Linked DNA regions of Sus scrofa: regions 1, 2 and 4 are each linked to region 3. A link is a contact called in public Hi-C, HiChIP or PLAC-seq and promoter capture Hi-C data. All regions are on one chromosome and are shown on one strand. Each heading gives the region's core, a stretch centred on a gene start, on an enhancer-like site or on the middle of the called end of the contact. The rest is flanking DNA. Distances are from core to core; before and after follow the strand shown.

Region 1 (2,700 bases), core at 201-2,700, 330 kb before region 3:
AGCATTGCCGTGAGCTGCGGTATAGGTCACAGACACGGCTCAGACCCTGCCTTGCTGTGGCTGTGGTGTAGGCCGGCAGCTATAGCTCGGATTGGACCCCTAGCCTGAGAACTTCCATATGCCTTGGGTTTGGCCCAAAAAAGCAAAAAACAACCAAAAAAACAGTAATTGGATATAGTTCCCTGTGCTATACGATAGGATCTCATTGCTTATCCATTTTAAATGTAATCATTTGCATCTAACCCCAAATCCCCGTCCATCCCACTCCACCCCCCCCCACCGCAACCACAAGTCTGTTTTCCATGTCAGTGAGTCTGTTTCTTTTTTTAAAATTTTTTGTCTTTTTAGGGCCGCACCTGCGGCATACGGAAGTTCCCAGGCTAGGGGTCTAATCAGAGCTGCAACTGCCTGTCCTACACCATAGCCACAACGCCAGATCCAAGCTGCACCTGGAACCTACTCCACAGCCCAGGGCAACGCCAATCCTCAAACCACTAAGCAAGGCCAGGATGCTAGCTGGGCTCATTACCGCTGGGCCACAACAGGAACTTCCCTGTTTCTGTTCTGAAGATAGGCTCATTTGTGCCATATTTTGGATTCCACATATAAGTTACACGATATTTATCTTCCTCTTTCAGACTTACTTCACTTAGCATGAGAATCTCTAGCTGCATCTGATGGTTGTTTCTCTTCATTCTTCACTCGATTATATTCAGAACTGGGAGGTGTGTCCCCCACCTGACTGGAAAACAGAAGCCGTATCACTTGTGCAAGCTGGATTCCTGATTTTTTTTTTTTGCTATTTTGTGACTAGGTCAACAGGCCAAGAAATCATCATACGTTTCCTTAAAATTGTCTGTGCAATGAATGTTAAAGCAATATACTACCCTGTGCCAAGTTCTGCTCTAAACCTCTGAGACAGAGTAAGACCCTCAAGGAGCCTTCAGTCCGGTAAAAGTCGTGAAGACGAGTCCAGTGGGAACGCAGAATAATTCAGACCCGGCCTTTCCCACCCGGGGGTCTCGGTTTCGAGAAAGACACCCCGACACTTCTGACTGCAATAACGAAGAGCAGCCTCTGAGATGTCGGGGAGGGTCCGGCTGCGGTACTAAACGGGGTGGGGCCCTCTGCGTGAGACCGCGACTCCCATCATTACGCAGGACCTTCTCGTTCAGCGCGGGAAGATGGCTCTCAGATCTCTGAAAGCTGTAAACTCCACGCTGGAGAAAAACTTTAAAAGAGCGAGCACCGCAGCGCCCCAACTCCCAAGCCAGGGGCCGCTGGGAGCAGCGCCAGACTGAAGGGGGAGGGGAGAGAGGAGAGAGCGTGTGTGCGCGCGCGCGCGTGCGCGCGGGGGCGGGTGGGAGCAGACGGGCGCGAGACGGAGACGACGGGCCCGGAGGGAGAAGGGAGGGCGTGCGTGCGCGTGCGTGGGGCAGCAGAGGGGCGGAGCGCGGGCCTCAAGGGGAGAGGATGTATCAGGAAGAGCGTGCGTGCGCGCGCGGCCGCGTAGCGCGGATCGCGTCGCCCACCACTGACGTGCGCGCCCCCGCACCTAGTTCTACCCGCGGCCTGACCGTAAAGAGGGGCGGCCGTGTCGTGAAAGGGGCCGCAACACGCAGGGCGCTGGTTGACGGCTAGGACTCCATTTTGTCCTCCGCTTCTCAGCTCGTAAGTCGCTTGATTCCGTGGCTGCTCTGAGGCGAAAAGTTTAAACGGGGTAAAAGTTTGAGAGAATATTCTGGAAGTGTGTCGGTAAGCATAGCGAGTCTCCATTTTCTTTCTGCAGCCGACTCGGCTCCTGCGGTTCCGGAACAGCGGGAGGAGATGCGGCCCCTGGACATCGTCGAGCTGGCGGAGCCGGAGGAGGTGGAGGTGCTGGAGCCCGAGGAGGATTTCGAGCAGTTCCTGCTCCCGGTCATCAACGAGATGCGGGAGGACATCGCGGCGCTGACCCGCGAGCACGGGCGGGCGTACCTGCGCAACCGGAGCAAGCTGTGGGAGATGGACAATATGCTCATCCAGATCAAGACGCAGGTGGAGGCCTCGGAGGAGAGCGCGCTCAACCATCTTCAGAGCGCGGACGACGCGGTCGAGGGCAGGGGGACCAAGAGGTGCGAGAAGGCCGAGGAGAAGGCCAAGGAGATCGCGAAGATGGCAGAGATGCTGGTGGAGCTGGTCCGGCGGATAGAGAAGAGCGAGTCGTCCTGAAGCCGGGTCGGCGGTAAGGCGGGGGCCCGGGGCTGCCCCCCTCTTGGCTCGGCCTCGGGGCCGTGGATGGAACAGCGAGCCCCTCGGGGTGGGAGTTGGGAGGAGAGAGTGAAACATGCTGCGTGTTTACCTTAGGAGGTCTTAGGACAGACCGTTTGTGTGCTTTTTCAGTCTCAGGAAGCTAGAGGGAAAAAGTGGGCGGGTGGGTTGATTCGGTTTCGTCTGTGTGTGTTCGCAACGTAAGGTCACGGTCAGTAGGATCAACTCGAGGGGCATAAGCAAAAGTCCCAGAGAACGAGATCGTGGTAGGGCCCATTGAGCTGGGGTGGAGAGAAATAAATGTACGATTGCTGGAGGGAAGGCTGTTTCTGGACGGTTCCAGAATTCGCTGGAAGCCTGAAAAGAGTCAGATGGCATCCCGGAGAGGTGGTGCCCTGCGGGGCTGCAGGTGTGAGGGCGTTGGGTTGGGTTTTCTTGAAGGATTAACCT
Region 2 (2,700 bases), core at 107-2,606, 300 kb before region 3:
ACTCTGACTAGGAACCGTAAGATTTCGGGGTCGATTCTTGGCCTTGCTCAGTGGGTTGGCGATCTGGCGTTGCCGCGAGCTGTGGTGTGGGTTGCAGACGTGGCTCGGATCCCGTGTTGCTGTGGCTCTGGCGTAGGCCAGTGGCTGCAGCTCCAATTAGACCCCTAGCCTGGGAACTCCATGTGCCATGGGAGCAGCCCTAGAAAAGACAAAAAAAAAATGTCCACAGGAGACAAAGTCCATTTATTTACTCTGTTCTGTTGTTATTTTTAAAATTTTTTTATTTTTTGTCTTTTCAGGGCTACACCTTCGGCATATGGAGGTTCCCAGGCTAGGGGTTGAATTGGAGCCGTTGTTGCCAGCCTACTCCACAGCCACAGCAATGCCAGGTCCGAGCCGCATCTGCAACCTACACCACAGCTCAGGGCAGCACCCAGATCCTTAACCGACTGTTTGAGGCCAGGGATCAAATCCGCAACCTCATTGTTCCTAGTCTATCTCAAAGAATAAACAGGAGGCTGGCTGTAAAAGTCTAACCTGGAGCCTACCCACCTTGTGCCTCAGTATTATATTTTGACCTGGTTGGAGGTTACATGGTTGTATGGATATGAACAAAACAATAAATGTGTACTTTTTTTTTTTTAAACTATACCTACTGCATATGGAAGTTCCTGTGCCAGGATCGAATCCAAGCTATGAGAAAGCAACACTGGATTCTTAACGCAGTGCTTGGGCCAGGGATTGAACACCTGCCACTGCAGAGACAAAGCCAAGCCCTTAACCCACTGCACCACAGCGAGAATTCCATCCATGTGTACATTTAAGATTCATTTATTGTATTCGTTATACTTTCATATTTTTAAAAAGGGTTCTGAGAGTTCCCGTTGTGACTCAGTGGGTTAAGGACCTATCCTTGTCTCTGTAAGGATGCAGGTTTGAAAAATAAAATAAAATAAAAATAAAAATAATTAAAAAAAACCAAAAGGATGCAGGTGTGATTCCTAGCCTTGCTCCGTGAGTTAAGTATCCAGTGTTGCCGTAAGTCGCCATGTAGGTCGAAGATGCCGCCCAGATCCGTGTTGCTATGGCTGTCGCACAGGTCCCAGTTGCAGCTCTGATTTGACTGTTAGCGGGGGACCTTCTATATGCAGGCGCAGCATCAAAAATATAAAAAAGGGTTCTGAGCATGAACGTATACGCGGGGCCTGAGTGCTCCGGCCGCTGCAAGCGGAGGTGGCGCGGGCGCGCGCACGTGCCTGCGGCGGGCAAGGGACCAGAAACAAGGGGATTGCGCGGCGCAAAGTGCGCGCGTGGAGGCCGGAAGTGTGGCTGCGTGCCATGCGTGCGCATGCGCGCTGAGACCGGAAGTGGGTGGAAGTCTGGGCGTCGCGCGCCATGGAGGGTGACCCGGTTGGGTGCCTGCGGCCGCTGGAGGTGCCAGCGGCAGAGGAGGCGGATCCCCAGGTAGCTTCTTGGAGCGGGGACAGCGGCAACGTGTCCCAGAGCCACAGCAGCGCCTCTGGGCCGTGGGAGGACGAGGGTCCCGAGCTGGGCGCGCCGGGCCGGGACCTGCCGCTGCTGCGCCGCGCAGCCGCCGGCTACGCCACCTGCTTGCTGCCCAGCGCCGGGGCGCGCCCCGAGGTCGAGGCCTTGGACGCGAGCCTGGAGGATCTGCTCACCAGGGTGGACGAGTTTGTGGGTATGCTCGACATGCTGCGCGGCGACTCCTCCCACGTGGTTAGCGAAGGCGTGCCTCGCATTTACGCTAAGGCCACCGAGATGCGTCGGGTCTACAGCAAGATCGACCGGCTCGAGGCCTTCGTGGGGATGATCGGCGCCAGCGTGGCCAGGATGGAGGAGCATGTCGCCAGGGCGGAGGCCGAGCTGGGGACTTTCCCTAGTACATTCCGGAAACTCCTGCACACAATTAACGTGCCGTCCTTCTTCAACAAGGCGCCCTCCAGCAAATCCCAGCTGACGGGATACGAGCCCCCCGTCGTGTTTCGGACAGAAGACCACTTTCCCTGTTGCAGCGAAAGACCTCAGGTGTGAGTCTGCCGCACAGCGCTGCAAGAGGACGCGGTCTGAAATTATCAATTGAAAGTGCTGTTAATAGACATGCACGATGTTGGAGTTTGGAATTTTCAAGTAATTTTTTGCACACTTCATTTCTCACGTCTTCATCTCACATAGGATATAAGATTTTCTTTTTCTTTTTTCTTTTCTGCCCTGTGGCATGCGTTAGTTCTGGGGTCAGGAGAAGAACCTGTGCCACAGCAGTGGCTTAAACTATAGCAGTGACAACACCAGATCCTTAACCTGCCGAGCCACCAGGGAACTCCAGGATACATGATTTTCTATGTCTTCCAGTTCAGACTTGAAAGCTACTTGGTGTGGGGTTTGTGCGGGTAGGGACCAGGAAGCAAAATAAATGAATTTATGTATGCACTGTGGCAGAACTTATTTATTTTACGGCTCAACTAATAGTAATATCTTTTCAAGATTTGCATACTTGTATACACTTAAGAAAACTGAGCCTTTAAAGCCTTGTTAATTTGATCCCAATAGTGATTCAGTTTTCCATAGCTTACTTTTACTTTATTATTATTATTATTATTGTTATTTGTCTTTTTAGGGTCACACCTGCAGCATATGGAGGTTCCCAGGCTAGGGGTCCAGTCTGAGCTGTAGCCGATGGCC
Region 3 (2,700 bases), core at 165-2,664:
GCTGTAGGAGGGCAGCTGTAGCTCTGATTCCACCCCTAGCCTGGGAACTTCCATATGCCGCAAATGCGGCCCTAAAAAACCAAAAAAAAAAAAAAAAAAAAAAGGCGAGAAAGAAATGCAACTTAGAGAAATACAGAAAACAAGACCCCGTTTTTATGAAGACAAACCAGAAATCCTGTGTAGGCACATGGGTCTGAAGCCTGTAGAAAGGAAGGGTCCCTTAGTCTGTGGATGGGGGGAGGCAAAATCCTTTTCGTTATTTTTACCTTTGTCATGAAAAGAATAATCTGAAAACCATTACGAAGCCTGTCATGTTTTCCCGTTGTCCTGACCTCTGGGTGTGACAGCCACATGCTTCGGGCAGAGCCCCCTCGGCAGCACCAGAGGCTCCAGCAGCAGCCAGAGCCCACCTCGGTCTAGCGGGTGGGCGGCTGGGGAGGGCTGTCCGAGGGAGGCTCGGAGAGCTCAGCGACTCTCAGAACTCCGCGCACAAGGCAGCTCTCCCGACCGCCGCCCCCACCTGGGATTCCTCCCACAAACCAGTTCTCAGAGACGAACTCCTGCTGACTTGGACGTCGCCTTCCCGGCAACTAATTCCAGAGGCAAAGCCACGAGCTCCTTTCGACTCGGGCGCTGCCGGGGGGTTGGCCAGAACCGCGGCTTCGGCCCGTCCCCCGACCGCGGGCGGCGCTCACCGGCCGGGCCTCCCATCCGCCCCACAAGCTGCTGCGGGGAAGGCGCAGGTCCCGTCCGGCAGCTCCTCTAATGGATAACCCGGTTCCGGGAAGCGCCTCCCACCCAGAGTGTGCTAAGCACTGGCCGCCCCAACTCAAGCGGCTGGACTTTGAAAAAGCAGAAGCCTCGAGTTTAAACAAACACGGAAGAAGGGAAAAAGGTAAGCGAGGGCACCGCCCCGTGACCCCCGCCGCGGAGCCCCCGCACTTCTACCCCGGCCGGGCAGGCGGGGACGGAGGCGGACCGGGGCCGTGCGCCCCTGCCCGCGCCTCGGGACCCGCGCACGCGGCCACCTCCGGCCGGCCCTGCGGCGGGGCCCGGCTCGTGCTCGCGTCGGCGTGGCCTCGGGCAAGCGCGGGGCGCCGTCCCGCTCGCTCCGGCCCCACAGCGCGTGCAGCCCGGGTGGTGTCCGTGCCCTCCGTCCGGGAACCGCTGTCCACGACACCCACGTCCTGGACAGAGCAAGGCAGGGCCCGCGGCGGCGGACGCGCGCGGGGACGGCACGCGCATGGCGCCCCTCCTCACGCCGAGTAGCGGGCTCCCTTTACCTGAGAGACAACGCTAAAGCCGAGAGGCTGCGCCGCGCCACCCTCACACACGGAGCCGCCATGACTGCCGCCGCCGTCAGCCCTGCGCGCGCCACAGGCATGCGCGGGAGCCGCTGGCCCGCCCCCTCGGGGACCCAGCCCCTCGCGCAGACTCCGTGCTGGCCTTCCCGCCCAACCACTTCTCCTTAGCCAATCCACCGCCGCTTCTCCTCTGATGGACAGACTATACTCACCAATGATGCCCGTCCTGACGAAGCACGGGCCTCTCTCCCGGTGGGCGGGTCTGAGGCCTTCGGGAGACCCAGAAGGTGAGGAGGTGAAAGGTGAAGGAAACCGTGGGAGGGGACGCTCCGAGGGGGTGGGGCGCCGGAAGTGCGTACGTTCGGGGCCTTGAGACTCGCGAGCGCGTTTTCCGGTCTGGCTGCGCCTTGCGTGTTTCGGGTCGTAGTTTGCTCTGGGAGCCGGCGAGGCTCTGGGGCGGGCCTTTGACCTGTTCTCGCTCTCAGCCCGAGCTCCTGGGACGGTGCCGCGCGCCGGGCGTCAGTGTAGGACAGATGCACATAGGCCAAGGACAAAAGCACGTCTACTGGCAACCGCAGCACTGCAGAGAAGTGCGGCTAAAACAGCGCTGGGGGGGCTCTGCCCCTTCTGCTGGCGGCTCCGCGGCGGAGGGCGGAGGGCCGGTGGCTGCGGAGACGCCGTCCTTACCCCACGACCGGGAAGCAGATGCTACACCGCGCGGCAGCGTTGGTGCTGGTGAGGAGGACCGCGTGCATGCTGTTTTCTTTGCCCTCTTAATTTTCTCAGTGAAACACAAAACACAGTAAGAATAGCACCGAGGAGAATTTTGGGGACACAGTGAACATTCATAAATACAAATGTTTTTGTTAATCTAACAAAGGCCCGCGCTGTATCACGTGCCACGAAGGAGCCGAGGTGCTGGACAGGGAGGTGCTGCCTGTTCTGTAGGCTGCTGCCCCTAAGCGAGCCGCCCTTGGGAGCTCTGTCCTGGCTCTGCTTCAGCACTGCTTGACCTCCCGTCTTCTCCGCAGGATGGGCCCTGGAGCCTGCAGTGTCCCAAGTGGAGTGCTGCCTGCATGTCACACGTGTAAGGGTCAAACCTCTGTTCTTCTGCTTTGTTCCCGTTAAAAGCATTCATCATGTTAGGTGACTGCTACTCTGGGCCTGGCCCCGTGCCACCTGCAGAAGGAGGCAAAAGGTCAAATCCAGAATGTGGAATTTTCTCTTGCACACATGAGTCAGTTATTAGTTAGGGGCTTGAAGGGAAAATAAAAAGTAGGACGGATAATAAAAGCATAAAAACATAATGGAGTGGAATGCGTAGACTTTATTTGCATCACGATAGAACAAACCAACTGTAAAAAAAAAAAAAAAAAAAAAAAACACGTCTGTGTGG
Region 4 (2,779 bases), core at 118-2,617, 270 kb before region 3:
AAACGGGGCTGCCTGCTCTGGACCCCCTGCACCCACAGAGCTCTGTCCACTGAGCCTGGAGCCTCAGGAGAGCAGGGTGCCCAGAGGGACACCCTGCAGAAGCGAAGCCTTGCTGTCTGCTCACTCCCACCCCACACAGCGCTGGGCACGCCCTGGGCCCACTGTGCTCACGGCCCCATCTCATGGATGGGAAGACTGAGGCCATACAGCCCAGCAAGGGCTCTGGCTGCCGGGACTCACCTGCCCTTGGGCCATCTAGACCGAGGAGAGTGAGGGAGACAGACAGACCCCTCCTGGAGGAGAAGAAGCCCTGGTAGCCAAGGGGGCCTGTCCACCCTTCTGTCACCAAACGTTCCCTCACTCCTCCTTTACCCACCTAAGCACCTCGACTAAATAACTTCCCAGAGCCAAGTTTTCTCTCTGAGAAGATTTCCGAGTCTGACGTAAAGAAGCTGAAATAACCTCCATCCCTTTTCATTTGCTCACTCATCCTGTGGCGTAGGCCAGCAGCTACAGCTCTGATTTGACCCCTAGCCTGGGAACCTCCATATGCCGCAGGTGTGGCCCCAAAAAGATAAGGAAAAAAAAGAAGAAGAAGTGGTCCAAGAGGCAGAAGCCCTGGCTGTGGGGCCCTCAAAGGCCTCAGCAAAGCCTTGCCGGATCCCTCTGCACACCCCCAGCCCCCGTTCCTGCGTCTTGGTGGAAGGCCCTGGTTGCAGCTGGCTGGCTGTCTTCCCGGGCCCGGAGCCTGCCCACAGCAGCGGCTGAACAGGGCTGTTTGTGTAAGGGGATGGTGACAGCATCCTTTAGGTGAAACGCCTTGTAAACAGCGAGGGTTCATGCCTGGGTGAGGGGTTATGACAGCTAGAGCACTTCAGGGCTGGGTGGCAGGGTGCAGGGCGGGGGGGGTGGGGGGGTCAGGCGGGCAGGGATGGCGTCAGGCGGCTAGGGCAGTGGCCTGGACTTGGTCCATGAGGACGCTGCTCCTGATTTCAGAGCTGCCCCAGCCGGGCCCTGCCCTCCGACTGACCTTGGCCTTTCTGGGAGGCTGGTGGCCACCCCCGCTGCGGAGGGAAACTGCAGACGGGGAAACTGGGGTTCAAGAAGGGTCTGTCCAGACCATAGCTGCCCAGAAGCAGAACTGGACGTCAGATTCAGATCTGTCGGACCTCTCGCCCTGCATGGAGGTGTCCCATGTGTCAAGCATGGCAAAGGAAGAAGGACAGTAATGACAGTAACAGTTCTTGGCATCCGAGCTTCTCACGCTTAAAGGCAGGTTCTCAAGCGTCATCTCCTGGGGAGCTCACTGGAGGGCTGCAGGCAAAGAGGCTCCGAGTGGCTCTGCCTTGGCCAGGTCCCACCTCCGGGAAGGGCCTGATCCAGCCCACACGCAGCTGGGCCTGGTTCCTGGGTGGAGCTGAGCTGGCGCTGTGGGGCAGGGCTGGGGCTCCCACCCACGCTGCGGGTGAGAAGGCAGCCCTCCCGCCCCCCCTCGGCCAGCCAGCCATGACTCCTGGGTGGCCTGGACATCAGGGTGTGGGCGACAGCCCCAGGGAGGCTGGGGGCCCGGCCCAGCACACCCTCCCTCTTCTGCTCGGGCTGCGTGTCCTGGCCCAGCTCGCGTGCAAAGCCGCCAGGGTCCGTACCACTCTGACCTCTTTTCCTGGCAGTGGCTGCCAGGGTTGGGTCAGGTCAGCCCGGGGTGTCCTGCCAAAGCACAGGTGGCCGTGGGGTCAGATGCAGCGTCCTCTGCCCTCCCCACCTTTGCACACACTGTGCCCCTTCCACAGCTAGGGAGTCTTTCCACGGCTCTCTTATCAAACTCCAACCCGGCTTTCACGACCCTGCTGAAATGGCACCGCCCCCAGGAAGCTTCTAGACTCCCCCAGAAGGAATTCGTCTGACGGCTCTGCCCCTGCTATATCATCATCATGGGTTTAGCCATCTCTCTGGCCATCCTGGCTGCAGCAGCAAAGGCCCCCAGGCCTGTCCAGAGGGTCTCAACGCTCCTATTCCTGGGAGGAAGGTCCCTTTAAATCAGAGCACTTTGGGGGAATGGGGCATAAGGGGGCTCCAGCCTCAAGTCTGGGTTAGGCAGAGGGCGGGCCCTAAAGAAACGTCCAGTCAGATCAAGGGGCTCAATGTCCACCTCAAGATGGGAGGTGGGAGCTCTGGTCATGGCTCAGTGGTAGTGAAGCTGACTAGTATCCATGAGGATGCGGGTTCAATCCCCGGCCTCGCTCAGTGGGCTAAGGATCCGGTGTTGCTGTGAGCTGCAGTGGACGTCACAGATGTGGCCGGGATCTGGCATTGCTGTGGTTCTGGTGCAGGCCGGTGGCTGCAGCTCTCATTCAACCCCTAGCCTGGGACCTTTCATATGCCTTAGGTGCAGCCCTAAAAAGCTGAAGAAAAAAAAAAAAAAAAGATGGGAGGTGGAGCCTGGGTGCTGCCACACAGTGCCAAATCCAACAGCCTCTGCGGTGATGGGTCAGGGTGCCCTGCTCTGCCTAGCAGCTTTGCTGACCCCCTAAGAACCTCAGTTTCCTTTAATCAGCAAATAGCATAAACACTCTGGACCAGGCACGGTTCACTTACTCACGGCACTCATGCAAGCAGGGTGGCACCGCAGTACTTGTTCTACAGATGCGTAACCTGGGTGGGGGACGCAGAGGCTCAGAAGCTTGCTCAAGGTCACCCTGCTAGCAGGCAGCAGAACTGGGATTGGCATTCTGGCCATTTGGTGCCACAGTCCAGGTACTGCTGCCCAGCTCCTTCACAG

What was found. Promoter capture Hi-C pulls out the DNA fragments that hold promoters and counts their contacts. Hi-C and Micro-C count contacts between places; a contact is called where the count stands out from the background. HiChIP or PLAC-seq counts read pairs in DNA pulled down with a chosen protein or histone mark.
Region 1: a contact with region 3 is called in an H3K27ac HiChIP or PLAC-seq map of alveolar macrophages. The contact joins the promoter of LOC100621287 here to the promoter of GRPEL1 in region 3. A contact is called at or near these places in 2 of 5 promoter capture datasets (fetal liver and fetal skeletal muscle), 2 of 47 Hi-C or Micro-C datasets (embryonic fibroblasts and liver) and 1 of 2 datasets of contacts at active chromatin or transcription factors (alveolar macrophages).
Region 2: a contact with region 3 is called in a Hi-C map of omental adipose tissue, with 2.1 times the contacts expected there. The contact joins the promoter of BLOC1S4 here to the promoter of GRPEL1 in region 3. A contact is called at or near these places in 5 of 5 promoter capture datasets (fetal liver, fetal skeletal muscle, liver and 1 more), 23 of 47 Hi-C or Micro-C datasets (alveolar macrophages, blood, brain and 13 more) and 2 of 2 datasets of contacts at active chromatin or transcription factors (alveolar macrophages and skeletal muscle).
Region 4: a contact with region 3 is called in a promoter capture Hi-C map of liver, with 5 times the contacts expected there. The contact joins the enhancer-like site here to the promoter of GRPEL1 in region 3. A contact is called at or near these places in 2 of 5 promoter capture datasets (fetal skeletal muscle and liver), 5 of 47 Hi-C or Micro-C datasets (fetal skeletal muscle, liver, mesenteric adipose tissue and 2 more) and 1 of 2 datasets of contacts at active chromatin or transcription factors (alveolar macrophages).

What each region holds. Positions count from the first base shown.
Region 1 is chr8:4,121,829-4,124,528 of Sscrofa11.1, reverse strand. LOC100621287 (MORF4 family-associated protein 1) reads left to right here and starts at 1,450. Exons shown (of 3, transcript XM_003356844.3): 1 at 1,450-1,671; 2 at 1,790-2,224. The coding sequence starts at 1,828. The coding sequence ends at 2,211. It also overlaps a transcript of MAN2B2 not described here.
Region 2 is chr8:4,094,446-4,097,145 of Sscrofa11.1, reverse strand. BLOC1S4 (biogenesis of lysosome-related organelles complex 1 subunit 4) reads left to right here and starts at 1,356. Exons shown (of 1, transcript XM_003356845.4): 1 at 1,356-2,700. The coding sequence starts at 1,396. The coding sequence ends at 2,052.
Region 3 is chr8:3,796,024-3,798,723 of Sscrofa11.1, reverse strand. GRPEL1 (grpE protein homolog 1, mitochondrial) reads right to left here and starts at 1,414. Exons shown (of 5, transcript XM_003356847.4): 1 at 1,284-1,414. The coding sequence starts at 1,384. It overlaps LOC110262050 (a long non-coding RNA gene), which reads left to right and starts at 1,495. Exons shown (of 2, transcript XR_002346550.1): 1 at 1,495-1,591; 2 at 1,790-2,700.
Region 4 is chr8:4,067,854-4,070,632 of Sscrofa11.1, reverse strand. No RefSeq gene overlaps it. Among named protein-coding and RNA genes, the nearest start is that of BLOC1S4, 27 kb to the left of the region's middle. Within about 2 kb of position 1,367, at least 19 of the 83 cell types and tissues checked have an H3K27ac peak or open chromatin away from gene starts, as enhancers often do. A contact at or near this core is called in liver, where this site is marked.